Regions from separate parts of the Mus musculus genome. Here region 1 is linked to region 2. A link is a contact called in public HiChIP or PLAC-seq data. All regions are on one chromosome and are shown on one strand. The core of a region is the stretch at or near the end of the contact, and the rest is flanking DNA. Distances in the headings are between cores, read along the strand shown. Region 1 has its middle 66 kb from the start of Fam76b. Region 2 holds the start of Fut4 (fucosyltransferase 4).

What was found. HiChIP or PLAC-seq counts read pairs in DNA pulled down with a chosen protein or histone mark.
Region 1: a contact with region 2 is called in an H3K27ac HiChIP or PLAC-seq map of T-cell acute lymphoblastic leukemia, with 8 times the contacts expected there. The contact joins the enhancer-like site here to the promoter of Fut4 in region 2. A contact is called at or near these places in 10 of 39 promoter capture datasets (the 3T3-L1 cell line, the C10 cell line, HPC-7-derived erythroid cells and 4 more), 1 of 484 Hi-C or Micro-C datasets (palatal mesenchyme) and 2 of 115 datasets of contacts at active chromatin or transcription factors (T-cell acute lymphoblastic leukemia and stem cell-derived neural progenitor cells).

Annotation. Positions count from the first base shown.
Region 1 is chr9:13,892,051-13,895,990 of GRCm38.p6, reverse strand. No RefSeq gene overlaps it. Among named protein-coding and RNA genes, the nearest start is that of Fam76b, 66 kb to the right of the region's middle. Within about 2 kb of position 1,295, at least 90 of the 459 cell types and tissues checked have an H3K27ac peak or open chromatin away from gene starts, as enhancers often do. A contact at or near this core is called in T-cell acute lymphoblastic leukemia, where this site is marked.
Region 2 is chr9:14,749,635-14,753,632 of GRCm38.p6, reverse strand. Fut4 (fucosyltransferase 4) reads left to right here and starts at 1,511. Exons shown (of 1, transcript NM_010242.3): 1 at 1,511-3,998. The coding sequence starts at 1,637. The coding sequence ends at 2,938.

The sequences.
Region 1 (3,940 bases), core at 46-2,545, 860 kb after region 2:
GCCCTTTTGGAAGGAGGGGACCTGCAGAATAAATTTCCTGCTTCTCTTACTTGTAATAAGCTGTTGCAGAAGGCCTTCACTGTCATCATTGGCTTTGTCTTCAAGCAAACGCAAAGGACTATTCAGCATCTGTTTATGCTTGCCAGCTGAACAGGCACAATTCACAGTAACAGATCCTGAACCTGAGAGGGCTCCAGGCTGAGACAGCTGACATTTACAAGGCCAGTCCTCAGAGAAGACAGTAGGGCAGTAGTTACTGAACCATATCTGTGTGAGGTTAATGGTCATGTTCATACGCCATACGGAGAAACCACGAAGAGGGAAGGATGCTGTCCAAATCAGAGCAGCGGGGACCAGAGGATACTGGGAGTTTGAGATAAAAAGAAAATTACCTAGAATTCTTTTTTTTTTTTTTTTTTTTTTTTTGATTAGTGCTAACTTGAGTCATCCTTTCCTTGGGAAAGAAGAGTAGACTGGGATGTGACTTACAATCTACAGTTATTAATTAATCTGTGATCCAACCTTATCATATTCACAGATTCTGGAACATCCACAGGATCATGCGGCTGACCTTCAGGAATGCTGGATCTCACATCTAAATCCCTGAGAAAAGTCCACAGTGTTCTATAATGAAATTTAGCTGCTAATTAAACATAGCAGAGTACAAACCCCCCATAAAAGGACTTGTGGGGCAGTGTCTTCAGCAAACTTCCTTTCCCATGTAGGACAAAGTCCTACCGCATGAAAGATTCAAAGCAGGTGTCCCCACCATCCCTGTGTGAGCAGTACATGCCTAAACACAAATACTTTTATTTTCCCCAGTCGCTGGGTTCCTGGGTTTCATGAAGGACTCGTTCAGCTCTGTCAACTGAATGGAACGTCACTGTACATCGGGACAGACTGATCAAGTTCAGGGCATATCATTCACTTTCATCCTTCTGTCTACTGTGCTGTTAGCAAGAGTTGGTCAAGCCCTGTGTGGATGCTGAGGAAATTAAAAAGCTCCATGAAGAATAGGCTCGAAGACACTACCTCCTGTGTCTACCGGGATGAGTGAGGGTCCCCTTCTCCTGTGCTGGTGCCCGTAGAGTTTCCAACCTCACCTAAGAACAAGCGGGATTAAGTTTCTCTGTAAAATGTAGACAGAATCTTCACATTCAACCTTTACATAACATGTTTTGTTTCACTACATTCGAGGGACTTTCCTAAAGCAAGGATCTTTATCTTTGCAGCTACCTCTGTGTGTGCAAGCTTGGTTTCTTTTCTCTCTGGCAGCTTCCTCCAGAGCCTTAGCCTTACCAGCATCCTGTGACTCACACTTTCATTTCTTGTAAGTCGACACAGAGAGCTGTCCCTGACGCGCTTGGAGTGATGGATTAAAAATATTCAAGAGAAAAAATAACAAACGCAGTTACACTTAAACCATGTGGGATGCCTCCTATCTCTCCCCCTTTCGTTTCTTTCTCGTTGGCTTTCTACTGTCAACCTGCTTGTCACCAACAGTGGGTGTCAACCTGTCAGTTAACTGTCTATCACAATACATCACCTTTATTAGAGGAGTTGCAGAGCAAGCCTGTGGTCCCTCATTGATTTGCCTGTTGCACCCCACATGCTGCCTCTCCCTGCACCTAGTGATTTTCTCCTTCCCATAGCTGGGGCAGCCAGGCTCACTGCCTTCCCTCGCTCTCAGGCCAGTTATTTCCCTTTCCCGGATTACTCTGTTAACTTCACAATTGCAAAGAGCATGGCATTCGTTCCTCAAGGGTCCTACTGCATGAAAATAAAGATGCCATGCCTAATTCCAAGCCTGGGGTGAAAGCAGAAATGGGAGGTGGTGAGATATAGTATGTGGCAGTTCAGATGGAGGAGCCTCAATAGGCATAGATACCACAGACATCTATGAGCTCTCTGTTGAGGACAGTTTTCCAAAAGATGCACTAATCCTAACCCTAACCTCAATCCTAACCCTAACCCTTGTTAGTACAAACACTGACCTTTGTTGAGCTGTCTTTCCAAAGAAAGGGTACCCTGAACCTGTAAAGGAAAGAAGTGCTCACTACCCATCACAATGGGTTAAGGTTCATAATGCTCAAGACCCCCTCCTGTTAAATAATCTACTCCACGTGCAGATGTTGCCCATACCTCTTCACAGTCTACACTGCTGCTATTCCAGCTTAGTAAACTCTCTCTCTCTCTTTCTCTCTCTCTCTCCTCTCTCTCTCTCTCTCCCCTCTCCATCCTCTCCTCCCTCTCCCCACTCTTCCCCCTTTCCTCTCCCTCTCCCTCTCTCCCTCTCCCCCTCCCCCTCCCTCTCCCTCCTCTCTCTCTCTCCCTCCCTCCCTCCCTCCCTCCCCCTCTCTCTCCTTCTTCTCCTCCCCTCCCTCCCTCTCTCTCCCCCTCTCTCTTTCCTCATATTATTATTCTGATATTCCACCTATTTCGAGTACTCTGAGTAATAACATCCTTTGTTTTACCCCAAAGAGTTTTGTATGTTCTGTGAAAAGCATCTAAGAAACTACCCAGCTAATATATTCACTTATATGTGGGGGGGGGGGGAAGCTCAATCCCTCACAGTTTTTGAGATTTTTTTTAGCTGTCAATAAGAACATTAGGCAGATGAAAACTTAGAGGCTAAACTTTCTAGTCTATCACATCTTGAAATGGTTAACTCCCCTCTCCTCTTGCTCCACTCCCGCCTCTCTCTAGTCTATGTACATTCCTGGCCTCCATAATGATGGGCTGTAATAGCCCATTTACTCAGTAGAGTGGATTTCTGAAACCCATTTCCAGATTACAGCCTGTGTGCCAGGGCTGCGTTTATTTTCATTACTAGAGAAAGGGGTGCAGCCTTGTAACGCTGACTTTTCAATAGCTCCATCAGAAAGTGCTCGGAGCACCTTCTCAGTGCTCACCAAATGCTGCAGAATCCTCCAGAGACATACCCCTTCCTTCACACCAGTGAACAAAACCTTCACCACACAATGAACCCCACTGTTCCCCTCCCCAGTCAGACAGCAGCCACTGGGCGCTTTGTAGAAGTTACTTCTTCCCATTCCGGCTTGTCTCCTAACAGAAAGCAATCTCAGACTCAAGACAGTGTACTCTCCTAATTCCTAAAACCTCTGGCCTGAAGAGGACCCAAAGTTTGAAGGAATCAAATCGATCAAGCCAGCAGCATTTTAATATGATTGATTCACAGTGATAGTCTAATAAAATAGCTATCTGTCACTTCAAGTTAATTCAATACATAATAATAAGTATGTATTGGATGACAAAAAAGCTGGGAGTCTTGGTGAGTCTTTAAGAGATGGTGAAGGAGCCCTTTCAACACACAGATACACATCACATATATACATATACCACACATATACATACCACACACAGCACACACACACACACAGAGAGAGAGAGAAAGACAGAGAGAGACAGAGACACAAAGACTGAGAGAGACAGAGAGAGATAGAGACAAAGAGACAGAGACAGAAAGAGTATCACAGAACTTTAAGCTGTGGCTTTTCCAAATAATAGTGCTTTGATGACAAGTGCATCTTAGAGCTCAGCAAACTCTCACCCTACTTCTGTGGTTAGCCCTTCCAAGGCCATGTGATCCAGGTTCATTTTGAGCTCTAAGCCCTGAGCCTACACAGTTCTGACAACTTCTATTTTAAGCCTAGTCTTCAGAGGGAGAGGGGAAAGGGAGAACTTGAGGAAGCTGATGCAGCTTGGTTACTGGGTGGGGAACAGAAGAAGAAAACTCACTGACCCATCCACCAGTGTATCCAGAAGCCAGCTAGCACAGCAGTGAAAGATCAATGATGGAAGGAAAGCGCAATGTGCCTCCCAGGCATGTGTGTTTGAATCCTTGGTCCCCAGCAGGTGGCGCTGTCTTGGAAGGTTGTGGAACCGTTAGGAGGTGGAGCCAGCTGGAGGAGTGCTTCAC
Region 2 (3,998 bases), core at 262-2,761:
CCTGGGCCTATACGAAATGGGAGGCAAACAGACAACCTTTGCAAATTGTGAATTGATTCCCTCCACCTGACCGTTGAGTTATAGGGCATTTATCTACACAACCTTAGCATACAAACAGTCTTCCTTTATAGCTGACCTTGCTGTTATCTTTACACAGAGAATTGAAAGCTGATTCCCCCTGAGCAATGCTCTGTGAAACAGGAGACCTCTAACTATAAAGTCCCTCCTTGTTACTAAATTAGAATGATTCCCAAGGAGATTGAGAGCACCATCAGTGCAGCCTCTTCATCGTCTACTAGTATTGCCTTATTTATGGGGCGAGGCACATTTCTGCTTAACTCTTCTTTAGGTAGTAGCACTTCACACTATCTTTGAAGGAACTACTTTCTTCCCATTTTTATCCCATGAAATTTAGATGGGATCATTTCTATCTCTTCAATCTTGAAAAGGTTCTAAAACCAATCCAAATCTCCCTGGCCATTACTGTATGAATGTACAGCTGCTCCAGGATAAGTCAACCTTAGTGACCTAATTCGGTGGAATTTGAATTCTGATGAACACATACATGTCTACTGTTTTCCACTGAAAGCCTATGGAGTGTCTAAAGGTCACAGTAAGCTATTCCCATAGTCACAGTCTTTTGATACCCAGTCACTTTCTCATAAGGAACAGATAGTGACAGATCATTTCAGTAATGCACTAACAGCATGAAGTGGGGCTGGAGAGATGGCTCAGTGGTTAAGAGCACGGACTGCTCTTCCAAAGGTTCTGAGTTCAAATCCCAGCAACCACATGGTGGCTCACAACCATCCGTAATGAGATTTGACGCCCTCTTCTGGTGCATCTGAAAACAACTACAGTGTACTTAGATATAATAATAAATAAATCTTAAAAAAAAACAGCATGAAGTGGCCATTTCTGGCTATGTCATGTGATACTGATGGTAGGCTTGCATAGCTAGCCCTGCAATACTTTGTTGGTCTCACATCTTTGGTTCATATCTGAATTACAACCATAGCTTCTGTGAATAAAAAGAAAGGGTAGGGGTTGGTTGGTCTGGAAAGGCCACTGACACATAATTCTCTCAGAGGATGCTGGTTCTTAGGACCAGTCACACTGCCCCAGCTGGTGTCTGACTCCACAGCTGACCTGTTTTGTCCTGACTACATTCCAGCTGTTCTAGGGCTCCCTTCCTCCCTCCCTCCCCCTCTTCCCCCCAGGGGCGTCGTTGGCCAGGCAGAGTGAAATAAGGAAGCTGATTCTGCTCTGAGTTCTACAGTGGGATCGCACCCCCACCCCACCACCCCTTCGAGGCTTCTGGGGGAGGTATCCAGTGCAAGGCGAGGGTTTGCCAGCCTAGGCGCAGGAACAACGAAGGCGCAGCAAGAGGCCACGACCCCAGGTGAGGCGCCAGCGGGGCGCTGTTTCTCGGAGTCCAAGAGCCCTGGCTGGGCAGGACAGCCAGCGCAGGCGCAGCAGGAAACGCCCCAGGCCGGGCCCGCAGGGCTAGGAGAACAGTGTCTGGAAGGGTCAGGGTGGCGCTGGGCCAGGGCTGCCGGCCCGGCTCACCTTATCCTGGACTTGGGAGGGGCGAGGCACCGCCCGTGGGTCCGCCGATGCCCCGCCCGCCCCCTCCATGGCTCCGGCCCGGCAAGAGCTACAGCATGAGAGCCGGTGCCGCCCCTCACGGACGGTGGACGCGTGGCGAGCCGCGGTGGCCACTCGTGGACGCCACATGGAGACGCCGGGGTACCGGCGTCGCACACGGTGTGGAGGCTGGGGACTACCCCGGAGCGTCTCTTCGCTGGCGGCAGTGGGACTACTGTGCACCGCGTTGACCACCTTCATCTGCTGGGGACAGTTGCCGCCACTGCCCTGGGCGTCCCCAGCTCCGCAACGCCTGGTGGGTGTGCTGCTCTGGTGGGAACCCTTTAGGGGGCGCGGCGGCTACCCCAAGTCTCCCCCCGATTGCAGCCTGCGCTTCAACATCAGCGGCTGCCGCTTGCTCACCGACCGCGCGGCCTACGGGGAGGCTCAGGCAGTGCTGTTCCACCACCGCGACCTGGTGAAGGAACTCCACGACTGGCCCCCGCCCTGGGGCGCCCGAGAACGCACGGATAAGGCGCTGGTACTACGCGTGTTCGACGACCAGGAGGGAGCAGTGACGCTAACTGGCAAAGCCCTGGAGACCGTAGGTTCTCGTCCCCCTGGGCAGAGGTGGGTGTGGATGAACTTCGAATCGCCCTCCCATACTCCAGGGCTGCGGGGCTTGGCCAAGGACCTCTTCAATTGGACACTGTCCTACCGGACCGACTCGGATGTCTTCGTGCCCTATGGCTTCCTCTATTCCAGGAGCGATCCAACTGAACAGCCTTCAGGCTTGGGCCCCCAGCTGGCCCGCAAGCGAGGACTGGTGGCCTGGGTTGTGAGCAACTGGAACGAGCACCAGGCACGGGTCCGTTACTACCACCAGCTGAGTCGGCACGTGTCTGTGGACGTGTTTGGTCGGACGGGACCCGGACGGCCAGTGCCAGCCATCGGGCTGCTGCACACTGTGGCCCGCTACAAGTTTTATCTAGCCTTTGAGAACTCACGGCACGTGGATTACATCACCGAGAAGCTGTGGCGGAATGCCTTTCTGGCTGGGGCCGTGCCAGTGGTGCTCGGCCCAGATCGTGCCAACTATGAGCGCTTCGTGCCTCGTGGCGCCTTCATCCACGTGGACGATTTCCCTAATGCTGCTTCCCTGGCTGCCTACCTGCTCTTTCTCGACCGAAACGTGGCTGTCTATCGCCGCTACTTCCGCTGGCGCCGGAGCTTTGCAGTGCACATCACCTCTTTCTGGGATGAGCAATGGTGCCGGACATGCCAAGCTGTGCAGACCTCTGGGGACCAGCCCAAGAGCATCCACAACTTGGCAGACTGGTTCCAGCGATGAGGCCATTCTGCTGTGAACTGACTACATCGCCTTGGCTGCGTTTTCTAAATACCCAATTTTTCTTTATGTGAAGATGAGTTACCAATTAATATTATTTAGCACAAGGGTGGGAAAATTCCCAGGCCCTCGTGGCTTTTTTACAGAGAGGTGGTCTGGCTTTCTGGTAAGGGGCTGCGGTGTCCTGGGTGAAGGAGGCTGGCCCTTCCTTACCTGTCACCCATGTGAAGAAGTGGCCTATCCTGGCCACAGGCCTTATCAGGTGCCCATGTGGCTGCTAAAGTTTAGACATATTTGTTCTCTGGTCATGGTTGCTTGGAACAATGAAGAGCAGACCACAGGTTTTTGAAAGCCGGTGGGTATGAGATAGTGGAAGGATTGTGCCCACAGGTGGGGTTTTCTTTGGTGGTTGGATTCCTCAAACCGTCTGAACCTGGAAAAGACAAGAAGCCATTGAGTTCCTTCACCAGCCATGTGTGTCCCCAGCCCTGTGAATAGAAACAAGAGTCAAGATTATCTTCAGAGGAAAATTAAGATGAAGACTTGGGTGCACCTCGCTTCCTGCTAGAATCCTTCTCCTGAAAAGCTGCATGAAGTGACACCCCAAATTCAGGGTCCCAAAAGAGTGAAAGTACTTAGTAGAAATGAATGAAAAGTGAAAAGTCCCTTTACAATGTGAATGACCGTCTTCTAATTACTTCTTCTGTCTTTAGAGCTTCCCACGACCTGGATTGGGAAAACATTAAAAAACACCGATATGGAAGAGTCACAAGCAATCTTCCCACTCATTTCCCAGCCAGTGCTTACGAATGGAAGAGACATAAATGGCGACATGTTGTCCACAAATGTGCTTATTCTGTGTCTCTGTTGGGGCTGAAATTTAACCTGGAATGTGAGTTCTTCAGCAGCGATGGCTGCTGTGCAGAGAGAACAGTAAAGATTTTGGTGGACTCTGAGTTTGTGCACAAGGAAAAGGAAAGCTTTAGTGGAGTCTGTCTGTGGTTGGCTGGGTTCTGTCCAGGTTTTGTTCAATGGAGCTGAGCTAGTGCTTATTACGATTAGT